3 separate regions of the Sus scrofa genome follow, and regions 2 and 3 are each linked to region 1. The links are chromatin contacts, called in public HiChIP or PLAC-seq maps. All regions are on one chromosome and are shown on one strand. The core of a region is the stretch at or near the end of the contact, and the rest is flanking DNA. Distances in the headings are between cores, read along the strand shown.

Region 1 (4,944 bases), core at 844-3,343:
ATCATGGCTCAGTGGAAAGGAATCTGACTAGTATTCATGAGGATGCAGGTTCAATCCCTGGCCTCGCTCAGTGGGTTAAGGATCTGGCTTTGCCGTGAGCTGTGGTGTAGGTTGCAGATGCAGTTTGGATCTGGTGTTGCTGTGGCTGTGACATAGGCCAGCAGCTACAGTTCTGATTAGACCCCTAGCCTGGGAACTTCCATATGCCATGAATGTGGCCCTAAAAAGACAAAAAAAAAAAAAAAAAAGAGAGAGAGAGACAGCAGATATAGGTGTATGTGTATATCCAGTGTTCTGAAGATGGGGTGCAAATGACTATAGTTGAGCAATCGCTGTTGCAAGCAGAGCAGCCCCTTATGGAACATCCACTGGCCGAAAATGAGCCCCCAGGCCATCTGCCATTTAGTTAGTTTCTTTTTGGTGATATTCAGTGTGAATGAAGGACTGGAGCCTTTCTCCTGGACCTCGGTACACAGATATGTCAGTCTCAGTCTATTTTCCTCCAAAGTGTAGGGCCTTGTTCTGTGACATCCATGGCTGTGGCTAGAGAATGGTGGTTTTGAGGCACAGCATACTTAATATCCTGGTGTCAAAGTTGCCTGGTGAAGTCAGGCCCTGGGGTTTTCTTTGGCAGTCCCATATATCAGCTTTTATTTGTCAGTGTACCACATAAATAACCTAGTGCACAGCCTGACCATTGAAAGTTAGAGCTCACTTACATCAATTCTGAAGTAAAACAAATTGGTCTTCCAGGGCCCCAAGTACCACCCTCCCTGTCAAGGTGGTCTCCAAATGGATGGTGTCATGTACATAAAATATTCAACCAGTCCATGTGTTGGCATTCCTTTGACTGAGTGCCAACTTTGTATATGTTGTTTCTGTAGTATAGCAATATCTTAACTTCTAAGTCAAACATGCAGCAAATTTAAATATTTGGTTCAAAAGCTGTGTGACTTTGGCCAAGTTACTTAACCTCTCTGAGCTTTGGTCAGTAACTTCCTTGTTTCTTGAGGTTAAATGATAATGCATATGGAAGTGTCTGCCTCAATGTAAGCAATGATTACTACATCTGGAAGTTCACTGAACCTGAGCTAGAGAGTAATCCAAGCTGCTTCAGTGACAACTCTGGATCTTTAATTCCTTTCACACCACAAGGGAACACCACAGCTAGTCACATTTTTATTTTGTATCTCATCAGTCTTACCCCACAATAGCTGCTCTCTAGTTTGATTAGGTTTCCTAGATCTCAGTTGCTTCCCTCCACCCCTGCCACCCCTTGCTCCTTCATCAGGGTCTATAGAGTGCTCTGCATTGTGCTGGACCCTGGAATCAAACCAGACCCCTACCATTGCCATGCCCACAGAGGAGGAGCAAAGGGGCTGTAATCAAGGTTTGCTTCCGGTGTTCTTTTTTTTTTTTTTTTGGTCTTTTTGAGGGCCGCAACCAGGGCATATGGAAGTTCCCGGGCTAGGGCCAATCGGAGCTACAGCCACAGCAACGCCAGATCCAAGCCGCATCTGTGACATACACTACAGCTCACCGCCACACCAGATCCTTAACCCACTGAGCGAGGCCAGGGATTGAACCCGCAACCTCATGGTTCCTAGCCAGATTCGTTTCCACTGCGCTACAAGGGGAAATCCTGCTTCCAGTGTGCTAACATAAGGGAGGAATGGGGAAGGAACGATTAATTTTCTGAGACTTAGGGGTGGAGGTGGTGAGCAGTCATTCCGCTAACTGGCAGGTAACTGGTATGGACACGGGGAGAGGGAGCGGACTGTTGGTGCGCCTCTAAAGACTGTGTGGATCTGGGGGAGGCGGCAGGATCCAGGGCCAGGAGGGCCTTGAACACCCAGCCACGAATTCGGGGTTCCCCCTATTGGCGAAAGGAGGCCGCAGAAACTCGTGCCCAGGAGCGAGGTCTCGGCCCAGCCAGTCACCTTGCAGAAGGGTCGCGGACACTGCAAAGCAAAAGCAGAAAGAGTACCCCCGCCCGGGAGGAAAGGAAAAGGCCTGGCCGTTGAGGGCGGAAGTAACGGCCAGCCGGCGACCAAACTGCGGAAGAACTCCCGGCGTTCCCAACGGCGGGAGGAGCCGGAAGCTCCAGGTGGGTGGGTCTGGTGGCGCGGCGGCGGCTAAGGGGGAGGGACCGACTCTCTCCAGGCAGCTGATTGGTCGGCTCCCGACCGCAGTGGTGGCGGCGGCGCGTGGAATTGTCACCTCTCCCCGGTGAGTCCTGGGTTCGAGCGTGGGCCCCGCCGGCTCCCGAATAGTCCATGTGCGCCTGGCTATGACTCCCTGTGGTCCGCTTCGTGTTCCTGACCTCCCGAGGCATCACCTGGAGGGGCAGACCCAGGCCGCTTCCACTCTTTGGGCCCGCTTCCACTCTTTGGGCCCGCTTCCACTCTTCAGTTCCAGACTGTCTTGCCAGGACCCCTCAGGGGCTTCTTGTGGGGGAGGGGCGAATCATGCAAGGCCTAGATGATCCTGTTCCTAGAGAAAGGCTGTGGCGGGGAGGATGGCTGAATGGAGCAGGTAGAGTCCCCCGGACTGAAGCCCGGTGGCAGACGCCCAGGTGGCCTAGATCCTGGGCTCTGGGAGTCGAGGTGGGGGCGCTGGAGGTGCAGGGGAGGGAGAGGAGGAAGAGGCCGGCTGCGGGGGACGGCCGGGGTCTGGAGCTCGAGGGAGGGGCCCGGGCTGGTTGGAAATTTGGAAGTTAGAGTGGATACAGGTAATGGATGAGACCGCTAGGTCAGAACCCTTGGAGTCAGAACCATCTGAAGGATGGATTGAAAGAGCAGGAGCTAGCGCAAGGACAGCCATAAAGGGAGGCACAGGGATCACTTTTAAGGATTTTATGGTTCTTGGCAGAGCAGGAGCCCACACCAAGATAAAGCACGATAAGGCCTAATAAATGTATTTTAGATTTGGTCATTACTTTGGCAAGCCAAAGACATAATGAATTTTAAAAGTTATTATGGAAGTGTTCAAACTTATACAAAAGTACAGAAAAATACAGAAAATATCATACCATTTAGGACCCTGATTACTCATCACCCAGCCTCAATTATGCAACACTGGTTACATTTACTTTTAAGTTAATTCATGCCTCGGGAGTTCCTGGTGTGGCTCAGCAGGTTAGATACCCTACCAGTAACCATGAGAATGTGGGTTCAGTCCCTGGCCCTGCTCAGGGCTTTAAGGATCCAACATTGCCCTGAGCTGTGGTGTAGGTGACAGATGCAGCTGGGATTCTGCATTGCTAAGGCTGTGGCGTAGGCCGGCAGCTGCAGCTCCAATTCATCTCCTAGCCTGGGAACTTCTCATATGCCTCAGGTGCAGCCCTAAGAAAAAAAAAAGCATGCAAAAAAAGAGACATGCCTCTAATCCACTGATAATATGTAATCTTTTTCTTTCTTTCTTTCTTTCTTTTTTTTTTTTTTCTTTTTAGGGCCATACTCACGGCACATGAAAGTTCCCAGGCTAGGGGTTGAATTGGAGCTACAGCTGCTGGCCTATGCCACAGCCACAGCAACCAGGATCCAAACTGTGACAGCTCATGGTAATGTCAGATCCTTAACCCACTGAGTGCGGCCAAGGATTGAACCTGTGTCCTCATGGATACTAGTCAGATTCGTTTCTGCTGAACCATGACAGGAACTCTGGGTTTTGTTTTGTTTTTTTAATGTTTAATGGGTATAGAGGTTCAGTTTTACAAGCATAAGTGTTCAGGAAATTGGTTGTACAACTTTGTGAATGTAATTAACACAACTGGACTCTACACTTAAAAATGGTTAAGATCGGAGTTCCCGTCGTGGCGCAGTGGTTAACGAATCCGACTAGGAACCATGAGGTTGAGGGTTCGGTCCCTGCCCTTGCTCAGTGGGTTAAGGATCCAGCATTGCCGTGAGCTGTGGTGTAGGTTGCAGACGCGGCTCGGATCCCGCGTTGCTGTGGCTCTGGCGTAGGCTGGTGGCTACAGCTCCGATTCAACCCCTAGCCTGGGAACCTCCATATGCCGCTGGAGCGGCCCAAAGAAATAGCAAAAAGACAAAAAAAAAAAAAATGGTTAAGATGGTAAATTTTACATCATGAGTTTTTAACCACACATAAAGTTCTTTTCAAATTAGAAAAACATCTAATGCTGCAGATTTATTTTAAAAAATCTGACTTCAAGTGTGTAATGGAAAATAACTCCTTGCCAAGTAGAGGCCCATAGGGTTGTATTTTTAACTATGGAGGCTCTGAAATGAACCTGTTAGTTTTGGTGTTTAGAGCATTGGGACATGGCCTGGGGTGGAGTTTAAGCACTGGTCGTGCCCTCTGGTTTACACTAGAACTAGAGGGTTGGGCCAGCCCAGCTTCTGGGCCACCTCACATCTTCACTGATGGAGGGGTGAGTGAAGTGGGAATTCACCTCTTTTTTTCCACTCCCATTCTTTGGGGTCTGCCTTGGTAATCTGTCTCCAATAAGACATCTACTGCCTATCTCCCAAATGTACCACATGTCAGTTCTTCACAGTCGTAGAGCTGCTGTTAACACATCCTAGAGCTTTTCTTAGTCACACATAAGTAGCCTTGAAATCTTCCTTGGGCCCACCTGAAACAAACAAAATAAACTATAAAACAAGAAAGTAGGGGTTCCCTTTGTGGTGCAATGGAAATGAATCCGACTAGGAACCATGAGGATGTGGCTTCAATCCCTGGCCTAGCTCAGTGGGTTCAGGATCCGGCATTGTTGTGAGCTGTGGTGTGGGTTGCAGACGTGACTCGGATCTAGCGTTGCTGTGGCTGTGGTGTAGGCCAGCGGCTACAGCTCCAATTAGACCCCCAGCCTGGAACCTCCATATGCCCTAAAAAGACAACAAAAAATAAAATAAAAAGAAAGTAATTGCCAGATTTGGGGTTTTGGCTCCTCTTGTCTTCCTCCCTGGGCTCCAGAAC
Region 2 (4,859 bases), core at 578-3,077, 350 kb after region 1:
CCTGCTCCATACCCACCCCCTTCTCTTCTGGGCTCTGCCCATTGCGTGCCCTTTGCCCGGGAGACTTCCTGAGACACCCCCTTGGGACCCAATCAATAAAGGTGAGGCCATTTGGGACCCTCGAGAGTCTTTGGAGGAGAGACAGGGGCTCTAGGGAGACAGCAGAGGACTATGAAGGGTATGGACTATGCCAGTAGGGGATGGAGAGCCCAGTATATATGCCCTCAAGCAAGGCCCCTCCAGGTTCAAGAAGGTAGCCAAAGTGTAGGGGCCTCCTTCCCTGACACTGATGCATACACAAAAAGGCAAGCAATTGTTTGGGGAAGGGCAGGACCCCAGGGAGCAGGGGTCACATCACACTTTCGGCCACTGAGCTACTTGCTGGTTGAGGTTAGAGCTGGTCTGGGAGGACCAACCTCTGGCAGGGTCCAGAAGACCCCACCAAAGCTGTGCCATCCCTGCCCTAAGCAGCAGGGGGAGTAAACAGTTCTGTGGCCCCATTGCCTCTTCCACCTTTTAAGGGGTCTCCAGGAGGACATCGGGCAAAAGCAGGAAGAAGAGAGGGATCTTGCCCAGCTGTGGCCAGCGCCTGGACTCTCTTAGCAGGCTGAACTAGGCCCCCTTTCCATGTTCTTACACCTCCCCGCAGCTGAGGCTCTGGGCCCTGCCACCGCTCCAACCGTACCTAGGGGCAGCCCAGGCTCCAGGGGAGGGGGAAGGGTCGTGGGATGGGCTCCAGCCCCTTTCCTCTACCTGCCTGGCCCATAACTCTGTGCCTGGGGCCCTCAGCCGACCTGGCTTTGGGGCTACCGCTGCACCCGACCCCGCCAGCTTCCGGGTGTCCTCATGCCCTGCCTGGCGGCGCTGGGGCGCACGTGCACCCCAGGAGGACGACACACAGGCCTCCGCCACCCATGCAAACCCGTGCCTGCAAGTACGTGCCTGATCCATATCTGCACAAACGGCCCGCCAGAACTGCGTTCTCCCCTCACTCGGGCCCCCGCACACGTGTGCACGCAGGCAGGACAGCGCACCGGGCCCCACGGACCGACACCCAAAGACTGGTGAGAGGATCGGGGCAGGGGGGCGGCCTGGCTGCAGAGACCGGGCAGCCACCGCCTCGGGGCGATCTCGCCAGCCTGGGCTGCGGCCAGAGAGTGAGTCAAGCCGTAGCGAGGAAACCGCAGGGCCGTCGCGTCCCAGCAGGGCGCGTCCAGAGCCCCGCGGAGCCTTAGTGCCTGCGGCCCCCCAGGCCAGCCCCCCGCCGGCCTCTCCTCTCCGCCCGCGTAGTCCACGTGAGCCGGGCCCCGCAGGAGGCCCGGGGGCTCGGCCTGAGCTTCACTTAGCCAGCCCCGCACTAGATCAGGCGCTAGGGCCCCGCCGGAGCTCCACGACGCTACCTGCTCCAGGGGCCTCGAACTCCGGGGAAAGTCGGAGCAGCGGCGCGACCCCTGCCCGGCAGCGCTCCCGCCGAGGGTCCGAGGCCGCCAGGAGCCACGCCACTTCGGCCCAGGCCCAGCGCGCTCCATCCCCGGGCCGGCCGGTAGGGGCGCCCTGGGGCAGCGCCACCCGCCCCTTCCCCACGCGCCGCCCGCAAACTCGGCCCAAGTTTCCGCGCCCGCCGAGTGGGCGAGCTCCTACCTGCACAGTGCTGGGCTTCCCGCTGCTGCTGCCTGGGACCGCGGCCGCATTCTCCAGCGCCAGCGAGGCGGAGGGTCCTTGTCCAGCTCGGCCCTGCGCGGGAAGTCGCGGCGAGCACCGAGCCCGGAGCCACCCTCCGAGCTGCCGTTCGCGCCGCCGCCGGGCGCCGTCTGCGGTCCCGGGCGGGGCGGGCTGGGGGCGGGGCGGGGGCGGGGCGGCCCGCGCGGTGGGGGCAGAGCCCGGCCGTGCCTCTGGGAGCCTGCGCTCCCCCGGGCCCTGGGGGTGTGGAGGGCCTGCGTCGGCCAACCCTCCGAGGCCCCGGCCGCGGGCGCTGTGCACTGTCTGAACCCAGCACACTCCGCGAACCATCGCCCCACGCGCCCGTCACACGTCTTCATTCAGTCACTCAGATCATTCATTCATCGCCACTTTTCTAGCTCTGTGACCTTGTGCCCGCCGCTTGACCTCGTTGAGCTTCAGTTTCCTTATTTTAGTCAAACTGGGATTATCTCATTGTGTCCTAAGATTTAGAAGAGGTTATATTAAAATAACTGGCTCTCAGAGTTCCCGACCCGTCTCAGCAGGTAACGAACCCGACTAGGATCCCTGAAGGTGCGGCTTCAATTCCCGGCCTCACTCAGTGGGTTAAGGATCTGGTGTTGCCTTGAGCTGTGGTGTAGGTCGCAGAATCTGCTTGGATCTGGCGTTGCTGTGGCTGTGGCGTGGGCCTGTAGCCGTAGCTCCTGCTCCCATTTGACCCCTAGCCTGGGAACTTCCATATGCCACCAGTGCGGCCCTAAAATAGCTAAAATAAAATATCTGGCTCTCTTGGCCAGTACAGTTGCATTAGGGAGCCGGAGAAGGTCTCCTTAGTCTGTTCCCTCACCGCAATACAGCAGAGAGGGCAAATTCCAGAAAAATATCTCAAAGCTTGTTAGGGCACCATACCTGATGAGGAGGGGGTGATTTCCCCATCCCTGAAGTGAGCCAGGAAGGAGGATGCTGGAAGTTTTGCCAAGTGGCCTCAGTGGGTATCTCTGAACATTTTTGACAAATCTCCCTCAGTAAGACTGGACTAAGCTCCATGTAGCCACATAGGTGGGTTGGGTTGAGCACTCCCAGGCAGGAACGGTGTGTTACCAAGAGAGGGGCTGGAGGGATGGAAGAGCTGTCTCCATTTGCCTTCTCCAGGCCATCTTGGTGGCCATCACCGAGAAGCTGCTGGGTGCTGTTACCTTCTCTGAAAAACCTAGTTCCTTGCATTTCTTGGGCTGCCCAAGGACTGGGGGCAGGTGTATGCAGTGAAGGAGGAAAGGAACAGGTGGACATGCCAAAGGTCAGAACAAGTTCACGGAGCAAAACCACCCAGGCCATCTGCTCAGATCCCAAAGGTCAGGGCCGCCTGAGTCAGAGGGCAGAGCAGGCCTGAGGCTGCAGGTTCCAAGAATAAGGAAGCATCTAGAGCTGCTGGAGCTGAGCAGGAGGGGCTGGGTGCTGCGGAGAGGAAGAGGAAGTGAAGGTCACCTGGGGCAGCAGAGAGGGTATTAATTAGTTGAGATATGAAGGGCCCTTAGAAATTGAGTTTGGAGAAGGAGCTGGGGAGCAGAGGCTCAGAGAAAATTGAGGCTTTCCCAAAGTCACATAGCAGGCTGGGATCAAGAAAATGCATTTGTAAGCTGATGACTTGGAGTCATGGCCAAGCTTCAGCTCACAGGCTGTTCTTCCTCACTTTTTTTTTTTTTTTTTTTTTTTTTTTTTTGTCTTTTTGTCTTTTCTAGGGCCTCACCCATGGCATATGAAGATTCCAAGTCTAGGGGTCTAATCGGAGCTGAAGCTGCTGGCCTAAGCCAGAGCCAGATCCGAGCTGCATCTGCGACCTACATCATAGCTCACAGCAATGCCTGATCCTTAACCCACTGAGCAAGGCCAGGGATCGAACCTGCAACCTCATGGTTCCTAGTCAGATTTGTTAACCACTGAGCCACAACGGGAATTCCAGTTCTTTCTCACACTTGCTCCTCACTAACACTGCCCTCCCCTCCAAGACACCCATTCCCTGGCCTCCACCCTGGTACTGGGGATGGGGAGGGAGGAGGGCAGTGTTCTCTATTTAGGGTCTGGGAGTCTTAGGTTGTGCGATCAGCTGGCCGGTGTTCTCTCCAACTTCTCTGAGCCTGAGTGGGGCCCACCCAGGCCAAAATGAGCCTGGTGAGGCCCAAGGAGGGGCAGTTAAGAATCTGTGGACCCAAAGTTCCCATTGCGGTGCTGCGGAAATGAATCCGTCTAGGAACCACATGGTTGCGGGTTCAATCTCTGGCCTTGCTCAATGGGCTTAGTTTCTAGTATAGGTCGCAGAAGAGGCTCGGATCTGGCGTTGCTGTGGCTGTGATGTAGGCCAGAAGGTATAGCTCCAATTAGACCCCTAGCCTGGGAACCTCCATATGCCATGGGTGCAGCCCTAAAAAGCAAAAAAAAAAAAATCTGTGGACCCACTGAGTCTTAATTCGGGGACACTTCGCAAAGACGGCACCTCCCTTGTCCATTTCTTTTCGGAATCAGCATCTTGTGCATTCATTTTTGGCATCACTTAAACACCTTAGACTACAAAACACAAGTCACAGGGCAGGGGACTTGGGAACCTCTTTGTAACCTTCTGAGCCTCCATCTCCTTATCTGCAAAATGGGAACTATGAACCCAGGTTAGTGTCCAACAAAGCCAGCATGGGACATTAGTTATAAACTGTAAAAAGCTCCTAGCGTCAGTTGATTGTGAGCTCCTGAAGGCTGTGACCCTGCCGTCTTCTCTTCCCCAAGGGTCATGTGCAGAGCCTATAGAGAGAGGTGCCTACAAGCCTTTGTTGGATGAAGAAAGGTACCCTATACGAGGTGGCTGCAAAGAACAGTGTGAGCAAAAGCAGAGCAGGGATCCGTCTGTGCTTAAATGGGCTTCCTGGGTAGTGTTAACACCGAGCAGTAGCATAGAGAAACCTGGAAGGCAGCCTTCACACCTAAGCTGTTGCCGAGACACACGAGGGCTGCACAGGTCTGTGGGCAGATTGTCCTCCTCTACCCGACCCCAGACACGGCTCCGAGGACAGTGAGGTAAAAGGTCAGCTCCCTGAACTTCAGCTTGTTAGTTATTAATAACAATGTCTCGGCATTCCCATGGTGGTGCAGTGGTTAATGAATCCGACTAAGAACCATGAGGTTGCGGGTTC
Region 3 (4,390 bases), core at 609-3,108, 500 kb after region 1:
ATAGTCCTCCAGAAGAGCAGAATTTATTTCATTCGGCATATGAATAAGGCCCTCTCCCCTCACTCTTAATTAATGGCCTTGAATATTCTGACAGGCATTCTGTAAACTTAGCCTTCTCTAAGCTCCAGGCCTGCCAACTCCCAGGATGGGAGGTTTTCTTCACCTTTAGAAATCCTCTTCTGACTCTCAGCCCTGCCGACACTTGCCCAGCAAAAGTTAGAGAGGTGTCTGTCTTCTCCACAGTGAGGACGGTGCCAACCAGAAGGCAGGAACTGAGCCACAAGCTCAGCCGTTAAGGGTCACCCAATTACATGACAATGGCAGGACGGCAAAACAGCCACAGCTCTTGCACCCCAGGACCTTCTCTCAGGCTGCCTTCGAGTCCTGGTCCTTTTTGTCTTCACATCTAAGATCTTCCACCACTCAAGATGGAAGAGACCTTGGAGATATATCATTTGAGTACCCAGTCCCTGCTTTATTGCAGGCCATAAAAAAGACCTGACTTGCCCAGAGTCCCAGGGTGAGAAATCCTGCTATGCCCAGCAGCCTCGTTTGAGGGCAGGCTGGTCCAGCTCGTCAAGCTCAAATAAAGGCTCCAAAGCTTCTTTGCTGGTGGCCGCCCTCCCCACCTGCTGGTGTGTGAGGTAGAAGACCAAATCCGCCCCTCCCCATCACCTCCTCACAGTCTCCCTGGTCTGGCTCCAGGTCAGTGGTCCTCCTGGGAAGCCTGAACACACTGGTGAACAGGAGTGGTTCTCAGCCAGGTCTGCAGAATCACCCAGCTCCCTGCCACCCACACCCCAGCTGCTCATTTGCTAGTCAAAATCTAGGGATCCCTAAGGGAGCTCAGGAAAGCCTCACGCATGCCTTAGTCAAAGAGCTGAGAAGGACCATTCCAAGGGACAAAGGCAACTCCTGGGTGGGGCGGGGAAGACCCAGGAGGGCTCTAGGGAGATGGTACCATCAGGGAGTGTGAGGAAGTGGGGGGCGGCGGGGGGAAGGCCACCGCCTTGGGGCCAACACAAGGCACGCAGGGATCCTCCCCTCTGGTTACCAACACCTCACAAGGACCCTACTAAGCAAATCTAGGCTCTCTGGAGAGCTGCCCATCCACAGGATGAGAGGGAAGTGGGCCCCTCCACATAAGCAGATGGACAGTGGCTCCCACAGCTCTTTCCACATGGGCCATCTCACCAACCCCAACACCACACACTACATGTGGCCGCCCCAAAGGACACGACAACAGTGGAAAGGAGAGGGTGAAGGACAGGAAACAAACACTGTTAAGTGCTTCCGCGTGCTAGGAGCTACGCCTAGTCCTTGGCACCAGATGACAAACTGTTTCATCTGTGTTCCCCTCCCCCAGCCCTGACAACAGCCTGAAGGGATGGGTGGCAGTCATCATCTTTATTTTCAAATGAGAAAGACAGGCTCCCGGAGGCTAAGTCAGAAAGTCCTCCCTCCCAGGTCACTGTCCTTCTGTCCGCCTGACTTTCAGCTTCAACTCCAGCCAGAGAGGGAGCCAAGTCCTGTTCCAGACAGGGCCTGTCTCCCAGCAGTGGCGGCAGCGGCAGCAGCAGCGGCAGTGGCTGGGCTAAAAGGCCTAGGGTGGGCTGGAGAGCCTCCCTGCTTCAGGCAACCCTCTCCTCACACCCCTATAAACGCCAGCTGTGTGGGATGGCAGGAAGCGGTGGAGTTGCCATTTCCCTCAGCTCTGAGGCTGCCCATCTGTTTCCTGGGATAGGACTCCCTGCCCCCACCCACCCCCAGTCCGGAAATTCACTTGTTCTGGGGCTATGGGAAAAGGGAACTGTGCGGCTCCCTCCCTCCCCAGGGGGTGGTGGCAGAGGCTGTGGCTGCAGCCACCCCTTTCAGGCCTCCTGCCCTGAAGGCTCTAGCTAGCCAGCTCCTACCATTGGTTCTGAGAACACGAGGAGGGGGCAGGCCAAAGAGGTTATTGCCCCAGAAGCGCCAGTGCCCAGCCTCAGAGCAGCCACAACACTCTCCTCCCTTCCTGCTTCTGGCCTGACTGGCATCCCTGGCTGCCTGCTTCACTGATCATCCCAGCATGGAGGGTGGGGTGAGGGGGTGACTTTCTGGATAGAAGTTAGTGGAAAGTTTAAAAGAAAAAAAAAAAGAAAAAAGAAAAAACCCTGACATGGTCATTTGCAAGTGAGCACTGCCCCCTGCTGGACACTCTAGTACACCCATCTGAGCTACACGCGGCGCAGATACAAGCAAGGAAAAAGCACATCAGCTTAACACCCTTGGCTATATGTCTCAACCTTTTCTTGTATTCAAAATTAAACCCAGTTCTATTTTTTTCAATTTTACTTTTTTTCTTATTTTTTAAAAAAATCTTTTTGTTTGATTGTTTATTCTTTTTTTAAACCCAGTTCTAAACTGAGGCCTCTTTTGCCTTATTGCAGTAGTTTTTCTGAATAAAATCTGTTTTTACCACTTCTAGTTTTTCTTTAATACATCAAATGAGTTTTAAAAGGAAGGGAGCAGCAGGGGAGCTGGATCAAGATGGTGGGGTAGTAAGACGTGGCACTCACCTTCTCCCACAAACACATCAAAAGGAAGGGAACAGGAGTTCCTGCCGTGGCACAGTGCATTAAGAAGCCCACTGCAGGGAGTTCCCGTCGTGGCGCAGTGGTTAACGAATCCGACTAGGAACCATGAGGTTGCAGGTTCGGTCCCTGCCCTTTCTCAGTGGGTTAAGGATCCAGCGTTGCCGTGAGCTGTGGTGTAGGTTGCAGACACGGCTCAGATCCCACGTTGCTGTGGCTCTGGCGTAGGCCGGTGGCTACAGCTCCAATTCAACCCCTGGCCTGGGAACCTCCATATGCCGGGGGAGTGGCCCAAGAAATAGCAACAACAACAACAAAAATTAAAAAAAAAAAAAAAAAGAAGCCCACTGCAGTGTCTCAGGTTGCTGCAGAGGTTCGGGTTCAATCCCCAGCCCCACACAGTGGGTCAAAGGATCCAGTGTTACCACAGCTGCCACACAGGTCACAGCTGTGGCTTGAATTCAGTTCCTGGCCCAGGAACTTCCATATGCCACAGGTATGGCCATAAAATTTAAAAAATTTAAAAAAAAAAAAAAAAAAGGAGAAGGGAGCAAAACCACATGGGCTGTGGCAGGCAGGAATCCTGGCTTTTGTGTGAAGTGTTTGCGGAGAATTTGAAAAGGCAGAAAGGAATAGGGAGGGCGGCACAGCCTGGCAAGGGCTGGGCCAGAGCAAAGGCCCTCGGGATGGAACGTGGGGCAGTGGGAGAGTGATAGTCGAAGGGCCTAGGATACCAGATGAGAGAGAAGGATTCACACCTGCTGGCTTTCACACTGTTTAAAGCCTTGAACTTCTCCCACAAAAAGAATCTGCCCCAGAACCCCAATATATAAAACCAGTCAAAGCTGAGGTGATCTGACCAAGGGCAGAGGGCTAAACCCTCCACCCCAACATACTGTTGTGACCCCTGGGCATCTCTAAACAGAGTCTAAAACCAGAGCTGCAGGCAACAGGGAGCCCCTAAGGCTCCAGTGCCTTCTGACTAACAGGACAGCCGTGTCATAAAAGGAGGGAGGATAGAGCTGCAGTGTCCAGGATGGAGTGAAAGCAGAGGCAGGGAGCCCAGGGTAGCAAAGGGACACTGAGAACTCACTGTACTGCTCCAGCCAGCCTTTCTCCCACACCATGACCTCAGGAAACTAAGTTCAGAGTTTGGGAACCGAAACCCTCCCCTCACCCTTTGTCTACACCACCTATCCTAGCTCCTGGTGAGACTGTCACATCTGTCTCTGCCTCCTGCATCCACCTCATACCACTGCACAAGGAAGACTTTCACAAACATCATGATTAAGAAAAAGAGGAGTTCCCATCATGACTCAGTGGTTAATGAACCCAATTAGGATCCATGAGGATGCAGGTTCAATCCCTGGCCTCGCTCAGTGGGTTAAGGATCCGGCGTTGCTGTGAGCTGTGGTGTAGGTCACAGAGTTGGCTCAGATCTGGCGTTCCCGTGGCTGTGGTGTAGGCCGGCAGCTAAAGCTCTGATTGGACCCCTAGCCTGGGAACCTCCATGTGCTGCGGGTGCGGCCCTAAAAAGAAAAAGACAGAAAAAGAAAATGCTGAGCATACTGCACAAAAGCAAGCTGGCCTCAGAGCATGAGCTCTCCAATGCCAGAGGCTGCCATGCATGTCTAGGAGGGATACTCACGCCAGGAATATCCAAAAGTCTTGACACTAGAAGAGGCAACTTCAAGGCTGCAACACTCCCAGTAACACCTATGAGAACTCGGAACTGTCTCTCCAAGGGAGCAGCAGCTGAACATGTGGCCCTTGATTCCATGTGGGGTCTGGTGACTTCAGGTCCTGGAAGCTTGCTA

Evidence for each region. HiChIP or PLAC-seq counts read pairs in DNA pulled down with a chosen protein or histone mark.
Region 2: an H3K27ac HiChIP or PLAC-seq map of alveolar macrophages shows a contact between it and region 1. The contact joins the promoter of C7H15orf39 here to the promoter of SNUPN in region 1. A contact is called at or near these places in 2 of 2 datasets of contacts at active chromatin or transcription factors (alveolar macrophages and skeletal muscle).
Region 3: a contact with region 1 is called in an H3K27ac HiChIP or PLAC-seq map of alveolar macrophages. The contact joins the enhancer-like site here to the promoter of SNUPN in region 1. A contact is called at or near these places in 4 of 47 Hi-C or Micro-C datasets (embryonic fibroblasts, omental adipose tissue, retroperitoneal adipose tissue and 1 more) and 2 of 2 datasets of contacts at active chromatin or transcription factors (alveolar macrophages and skeletal muscle).

The regions. Positions count from the first base shown.
Region 1 is chr7:58,036,824-58,041,767 of Sscrofa11.1, forward strand. SNUPN (snurportin-1) reads left to right here and starts at 2,094. Exons shown (of 8, transcript XM_003128480.4): 1 at 2,094-2,229.
Region 2 is chr7:58,388,290-58,393,148 of Sscrofa11.1, forward strand. It overlaps C7H15orf39, which reads right to left and starts at 1,828. Exons shown (of 3, transcript XM_021099036.1): 1 at 1,642-1,828.
Region 3 is chr7:58,540,698-58,545,087 of Sscrofa11.1, forward strand. It overlaps PPCDC (phosphopantothenoylcysteine decarboxylase), which reads right to left. Exons shown (of 6, transcript NM_001243368.1): 2 at 4,222-4,390. Among named protein-coding and RNA genes, the nearest start is that of PPCDC, 6.4 kb to the right of the region's middle. Within about 2 kb of position 1,859, at least 42 of the 83 cell types and tissues checked have an H3K27ac peak or open chromatin away from gene starts, as enhancers often do. A contact at or near this core is called in alveolar macrophages, omental adipose tissue, retroperitoneal adipose tissue and 1 more, where this site is marked.